Linked DNA regions of Mus musculus: region 1 is linked to region 2. Evidence: chromatin contacts called from public Hi-C data. All regions are on one chromosome and are shown on one strand. The core of a region is the stretch at or near the end of the contact, and the rest is flanking DNA. Distances in the headings are between cores, read along the strand shown.

Evidence for each region. Hi-C and Micro-C count contacts between places; a contact is called where the count stands out from the background.
Region 1: a Hi-C map of bone marrow-derived macrophages shows a contact between it and region 2, with 24 read pairs. The contact joins two enhancer-like sites. A contact is called at or near these places in 4 of 484 Hi-C or Micro-C datasets (bone marrow-derived macrophages, liver and nephron progenitors).

The regions. Positions count from the first base shown.
Region 1 is chr4:150,419,272-150,422,722 of GRCm38.p6, reverse strand. All of the region lies in intron 2 of Rere (arginine glutamic acid dipeptide (RE) repeats), which reads right to left. Among named protein-coding and RNA genes, the nearest start is that of Gm52709, 46 kb to the left of the region's middle. Within about 2 kb of position 1,727, at least 20 of the 459 cell types and tissues checked have an H3K27ac peak or open chromatin away from gene starts, as enhancers often do. A contact at or near this core is called in bone marrow-derived macrophages, where this site is marked.
Region 2 is chr4:150,264,891-150,268,091 of GRCm38.p6, reverse strand. No RefSeq gene overlaps it. Among named protein-coding and RNA genes, the nearest start is that of Gm33415, 7.3 kb to the right of the region's middle. Within about 2 kb of position 1,366, at least 51 of the 459 cell types and tissues checked have an H3K27ac peak or open chromatin away from gene starts, as enhancers often do. A contact at or near this core is called in bone marrow-derived macrophages, where this site is marked.

The DNA.
Region 1 (3,451 bases), core at 478-2,977, 150 kb before region 2:
CTTGGCTGTCCTGGAACTCCTTTTATAGAGAACACAGAAATCCACTTGCCTCTATCTCCTGAATGCTAGGATTAAAGGTGTGTCACCACTGGCCAGTTTGAGAATCTTCTGGAAAGAAAGAAGCAAGAGGGAGGGGCGGAGGAAAGGGAGGGAGGGGGAGGGGGAAGATTGATCGATCAATCCCAACTGGCTTAGAGTCCAGATTGCTGGTCCACACATCAGCCCTGCCATGCTCGTGTTGCTGTTCCCACCAGGTATCTGTCCTTCTTAAACAATCCTAGCCAAATTTCAGGACCCAAGTCTACAGGTCTATGCTTCCACACATCTTTAGTCTGTAACAGCCTGCTGAAAGTCCACTTTATTTAAATAAGTGAATTTCTCCCCCCAGAAAATGGGTATGTGTGTGTATGTGTGTGCAAGAACCCCCCCCCCCTACCTTGAGACAGGGTTTATCTGTGTAGCCCTAGCTGTCCTGTTGACCAAGCTGGCTTTGAACTCACAGAGATCTGAATGTCTCTGCCTCCTGACTGCTGGGATAAAAGGTGTATACCACCACCACCCCGGCCATTTCACCCTTCTGCACCATTCTAAGAAGTACCTCTGTAAGGTCATACACAAGACCGTGCTCTTATTTTATGGGCTGATTATAAAAATGCTGTTGATGTCCAGCTGACACCAAAACCAAGTAAGCTTGTCCAAAGGCTACTTTGGACTTGCAGTAGCCTGACAATTTTTATCATTTGCTGTAATTTCTATAAAGTTCTAAGAGCAGTGAAATCTGTCCGCACTCTAACGCAACCCACCCTCCCCTCCCTGCTCCCTTACAGCAATGCTGCCTCCACCTATAGTTATGACATCACGTTCCCAATGTGTTTCGTCAGCCCGTCCGGATTACAAGTATCCTGAATTATCTGAAGAAAATATCCCACATAGACAACGATGTCCATTCTCTGACTCCTTGGGATGTAACATCCACAGCTCTATAGCATATAAAAAGACATCAGGGTCCATCTTATGTGCTAATCTGCCATCCACCTGCCACATTTATAATCCAAATTAGCAGAGATTTGAAGGTCAAAGTAATGAAGTATCTAAGTATCCTCCAAGGAAATGGGGGACTTCATTTTCTGTTCAGCCACTGACGGCACTTGTGCTTCTTTCTTTCTTTTTTAATTTTAAACCCGGAACTGTATTCAACACACTTCAATGAAGGGCCGCAGCTGCGCTGGGCCAATCCAACACTTAATGAGAGCTCTGCTTTTGCATGTTCTTGTAGTCATGTGAACCTCAGGAAAGCCATGTTCCGAACATCTGCTGAGACAAAATAAATCAGAATCTAGAGAGAAAAGAATCCAAGACTTCTCCATTTTAAACAAAGTGCTAAAAGCAGGTAACAGTCAAGTCTTACATGACTATACTGTTTAAGCTCTGAACCCTTGTGGTGTCTCACACCTATAATCTCAACACTCAAGAGGCAGGATTATTGGGAGTTCAAGGCCAACCTAAGCTATCTAATAAATTCCAGGCCAGCCTGGCCTACAGAGAGACCCTGACTCAAAAGAAATTAAAGAGCGAGCCCAAGCCAGCTCCACACTCACAGCAAAGAGCAGCATGTGTGTGAACCGGTGCTGCCACCAGCTTTCCCCACTGACTTGTCACAGCTGCTCTCCCCAAGGTCCCCTTTTCTCTATGCATGACAGGCCAGGTTCCGTCTCTCCCAGGGCCCTGCTTTTCTATAGTTGCATTAGAGTTTCACAGATGGTTTAGAGAAAGTCTGATTGGTTCATTGTAGAATCTTCCCAAGTCCATTTCCTCGTCCACAATTCTGCTGTCTTTTCATGGATAGCAAAAAGCTGAGGCAGCATAGCCAGAAAAGGCTTGGAAGGAAAAGTGCTTTCTGCCCAGGAAGGGTGACTCGTCCGGCTCTGTGGCTTCCTTCCCCAAGCTTTCTCTTTTGATGGAAAATGAATGAACATACCCAGTGTTAGAACTTTCATGATGACTGACACATTATATACACCAGGAGGACTGTCGGAAAGTGGTGTCTTCTGGACGTGGCAGGGAACTCATAGCAGCTGCGGGTGCCTGATGAATAGACCCAGCAAGAACAAGCCAGTCAGCCAGGCGGCATAGGTGTGTGAAGGGCTCCTAAGACCCTGTGCCGTACTGAGGAGCTGCAGGCACGCCACTGCTCCTGGGGAGGGGAGCCAGCTCTTCCTTCAGGGATGGGCCACTGACAGGCTGCTGATGCTCCAGTGGACATCCAAAACAGAAGAGGACAGGACTTTGAGAGGAAGATGTTTGTGTGAGGCTCTGAGAAAGAGTTGTGGGGGATAGGGGTGGATATGATCAAATACACTGTATTTGTATCAAGATGATAGCTATTCCCTGTGGGAGGAAATGTGGAAGGATAATACTAAGCCATTTTACCCATTATTTTCCTGAGTTCATGTGCTACGATTCATGAATTTAAAGATAAATTTGAATCAAAAACATAATAAAAATATTAACATAATAAGCCAATGTAATATATTAAAAAAAGAAACTAATTAAAAAGTAAACACTAAAACTGAACATAAGAAGTCAATAACAGGTGTTAGTGGCACATGCCTTTAATCCCAGCACATGGGAGGTGGAGGCAGACAGGTCTCTGTGAGTTCAAGGTCAGCCTGGACTACATATAGACCAAGTTCTAGGACAGCCCAGAGCACCCCAGAGAAACCCTGTCTCAAAAAGACAAATAGAAACCAAACAGGGACCCCAGTAGTAAGGAGATAGCACAAACTATTTACTACCTTCTGCCAGGATCTAAAACCACCTTCCAGAGGCAGATGAAACCAGATGGGGCCAGACAGAACAAAGCTGACAGCACCTTCCCTGAAAAGAGCACAACTAAGTCTGGTTCTAAGGAGTCTACCCCTGGGGTTCACAAACAGCAAGAACGCGTGACAGTTTCTCCCACACACTGGCTAGCACCGATGCTGACTCAAACCATTATCCTCTCTCTGTCTTTTTGTCATACTCTTGTTGTTGTCTTTTAGCATACTCTCCTGTATGAATTTGTTTCAAAAGGGAATTCATGGATGTGCCTTCCCAGAAAGCATAGGGACTGGTAGCAAATTTCCTGGAATACCAGAACACTGAAAAGCTGAAGTTAGGTCAGGCAGATAGATGATGGCACACATTTGTAATACCACCACTCAGAAAGCTGATGCAGGAAGATAATACATCTTAAGCTAGCCTGCCTAAATATCGAACTCCAGGCCGGCCTGGGTTGCACAGTGACAGCTTCTCATTAACAAGTAAGTAAATGGACAAGTGGGACAAATCCAAGCTGACTATGTGACAGCTACTTGGGAACTGAAGGCCAGCCTGAACCTTATAGGAGTACCTCTCCTCTAAAATTAAAGTATTAAAATTAGAATTTTAATAAAATGGAAACCATTTTATT
Region 2 (3,201 bases), core at 117-2,616:
GGCGCTAAAGGTGATCTTAAACTTCTGATCTTTCTCCAACTCCTGAATGTTAAGATACTGTTCCTTGTTCTACTACAGTGCTGAAAGTTGAAGCCAGGATTTCATTCATGGGGATCAAGCATCTTATCACTGTGCTGTGTGCATGGGGGTGGGGGTGGAGGTAATGGGGAGGGGGCGCACATTCTCCCACTGCGCTGCGTGCCTAGCCTTGGAATCTATATTTTGGTTTGAGGGTTTTGTTTTGTTTTGTTTTTTTTGGTTGTGGTTGTTGTTGTTGTTCTTTTTTGTTTTTTTCCCCGAGAGGTTTTGTTTTATTTTATTTTGCTGAAACAGAGTCTCCTTATGTAGATCAGTCCGGCCTGAAACTCACAGAGTTCGGTCTTCCTCTGGCGTCAGGACTAAAGGCATGCACCACCATATCCAGCCTCAACCAGCTTTTCACTGTTCCAGATTGCATGATAAGCAGTTTTACCCACTGAGCCAGTTCCCCAGCCTCTTTTTTTTTTTTTAATAAAAAATAGTAATTTTGGCACTTATTTATTAGTGTGATGTGTGTGTGTGTGTGTGTGACATGCTTGCTTATCGAGAGCCTAAAGGGCACACAAGAGGGAATCAGAGAACAACTTGTGGCAGTTGGTTCTTTCTTTCCACCATGTTGATTCCAGCTGCAGATCAAACTGGGGATAAAGGCACAGGCACTGTCTTTCCCGCCCTTTAAAACATGGCCTCATGTGCACCAGCCTGGCCTTGAATTTGCTGTGCTTGAAGACTCCAGGCATGCTGTGCACGCAGCTTAGGTTTTTCTCCAGTAGAGGACGAGTCTCAGCCTCCTAAAACAAACCAGAGCCATGACTCCAATAATGGCTGTCCTCCTCCTCCTCCCCATGGCCGTTTACACCCCTCGGTCTGCCCAGCGCTCCTTCCCTTGTCCACGCCTTAGCGATGTCCTCCTCTTGACACTCCCCGTGCCACACCACAGCTTGATGAGAATTCCAACTGCTCCTGGAAGGCACCGGCACCTGTCACCCAAATGAGGCTGACCATCTTCACTTTCAAATGCGTGACCACAAACCTCAAGTGGGCCCACAATGGCTCCTGGCAATCACACAACACCACTTCTCCCGGCTAATTTCTTTCCTCATTTTCCAGCCAGTTATTTCACAACCTCGGCTTTCCGCTCAAGTCTCCCTCCCGACGCTTCCTCCCGTTTGCTCTCCCTCTCGGTTGATGGATTTCTTTCCGAGTTCGTCGTGAATATTGACGCAATCAGCAGAGAAATTGCACGGACTCCTCCAGCCCCCACCCATCCATCCTTCTCTAAATCCACACTCTGGCTTCCTGCTTGCAATTAGGGATGAATCATCTATGCTCCATCAAAACCCAGCCCTCTGCTCCTTCATTCGCTCCCATCCCCTCTCATTACTCAAGGACATGGCTCAGAAACCCTCCCTCTCCAGGCTCTGCAGGTTTGGTTTGGTTTGGGTTTTTTCCTTTTTTCTCTCTCTGTTGGATCCCTCCCATTTGAATACAAATAAGATGGGTTTTATTTCTCCTCAAGTCTTTTATTCCTCTCTCTTAAAAAAAAAAAAAAACTACTTATTACTACTGTGGTGTGCACACTCATGCAGGAACCACAGCTCAGCTCCAGTGTGGAGTTAGGAGGACAGTGTGGGTTCTCTGTGAGCTTGTTAGAGCATAGCTTCCATGCAAGAGGCTTGCAAGCAGAGCCACCTCACGGGCTGGTCCTTAAGCCTTCTCTTGATTACGCTGTATACTTCTATGCTCACATTTTATGGGAAATAACTGTATTTATTCATTCATTTTTATATTGTAAACACCCCGCCCAGACCTTAGCCACTAGGGAGGCTGAGGCAAGAGTATCACACATTCAAGGCCAGTGTGACTTGATGACCCCCTGTCTCTAAATTAAAAGTTCAAAAAAGGGACTGAGAGTAGCTGAAGGGATGGCTCAGTGGAGAGATGCCTCTTCTGACCTCATCCGGCGGCACTGCACACAAAACAGTGTGCATGCATGCACACACAGGGTAGGCATCCAGGACTTGGAAGACGAAGACAAGATGAGAAGTTCGATGTCCCCTTCAGCTACATCGTGAGCTGGGGACCAGCTTGGACCTTATGCATGTTAGACAAGTGTTCCGCTACTGAGCTACAACCCTCAGCTGTCTTTGTGGGTTTTCTATTGTTGTAACAAAATGCCATAATCAAAAGCAACTTGAGGAGGAAGGGGTTTATTTAGCTTACAGCCTATCATATAGAAAGGGCAGGGCAGGAGCTCTAGGCAGAAGCCTGGTGGCAAGAGCTGAAGCAGAGGCCATGGAAGAACATTGCTTACTGGCTCGTTCTCCATGGCTTGCTCAGCCTGCTTCTTAGACAGCCCAAGACAGTCCGAAGGGAGCACCGCCCACAGTGGGCTGGGCCTTCCCACATCAATCAAAAATCAAGAAAAACGCCCCCATAGACTTGCCTAAAGAAAATTTGATGGAGGCTTTCTCTCAGTCCGTGTTCTTGATTCCCAGATGACTAGAGGTTGTGTTGAAAAAAACAAAACAACAATAGCAACAACAACAACAAACCAACCCACACAGCAGATCCATTGATTAATAGCTGTAATAGAAAAGGAAATACCACCCAGAAAGCCAAATGAGTGGGGTTTAATTTCCATCATGGATCCACTTCCTGGTTTTGTTGTGGCACACAAGGAGTTGAGAAACAATTCCCCAAACAGGAAGAAAAGAAAAAAAAAAAAGCCAAATTCAAATTTAGCCATTTGTCTTGGATCTACCAGAGAAGAGAGGTTGCAGGCCAGCTGCTCACCATAGCTGGGAAGGCGTGGAGGCCGACCTGCACGGGAACACCGCTTGACCCAGCCCAGGGTAGAGTAATCTACAATGAGCTGGAGGCTCAGTTAGGAGAGGCTTTCCTTTTGAGTTCTGGGATCTGGGGAAACGCTGGCTAAGCATTCTTTTCTAAACTGCAGCCTCAGCCCTGGAAGTTCCCTAGGATGCCAGAAGGGGGAGACAGTTTCCTAGAACTGGCGTTATAGAAGGCTGTGAGCTGCCATGTAAGTGCCGGGGTTTGAACTAAGGTCCTCTGCAAGAGCAGTAAGTGCTCTTAATTGCTGAGCCAGCTCTCCAGCTCCTAAAAATAAAGTCTTTTTTTTTTTTTTTGTAAAGAAACCAT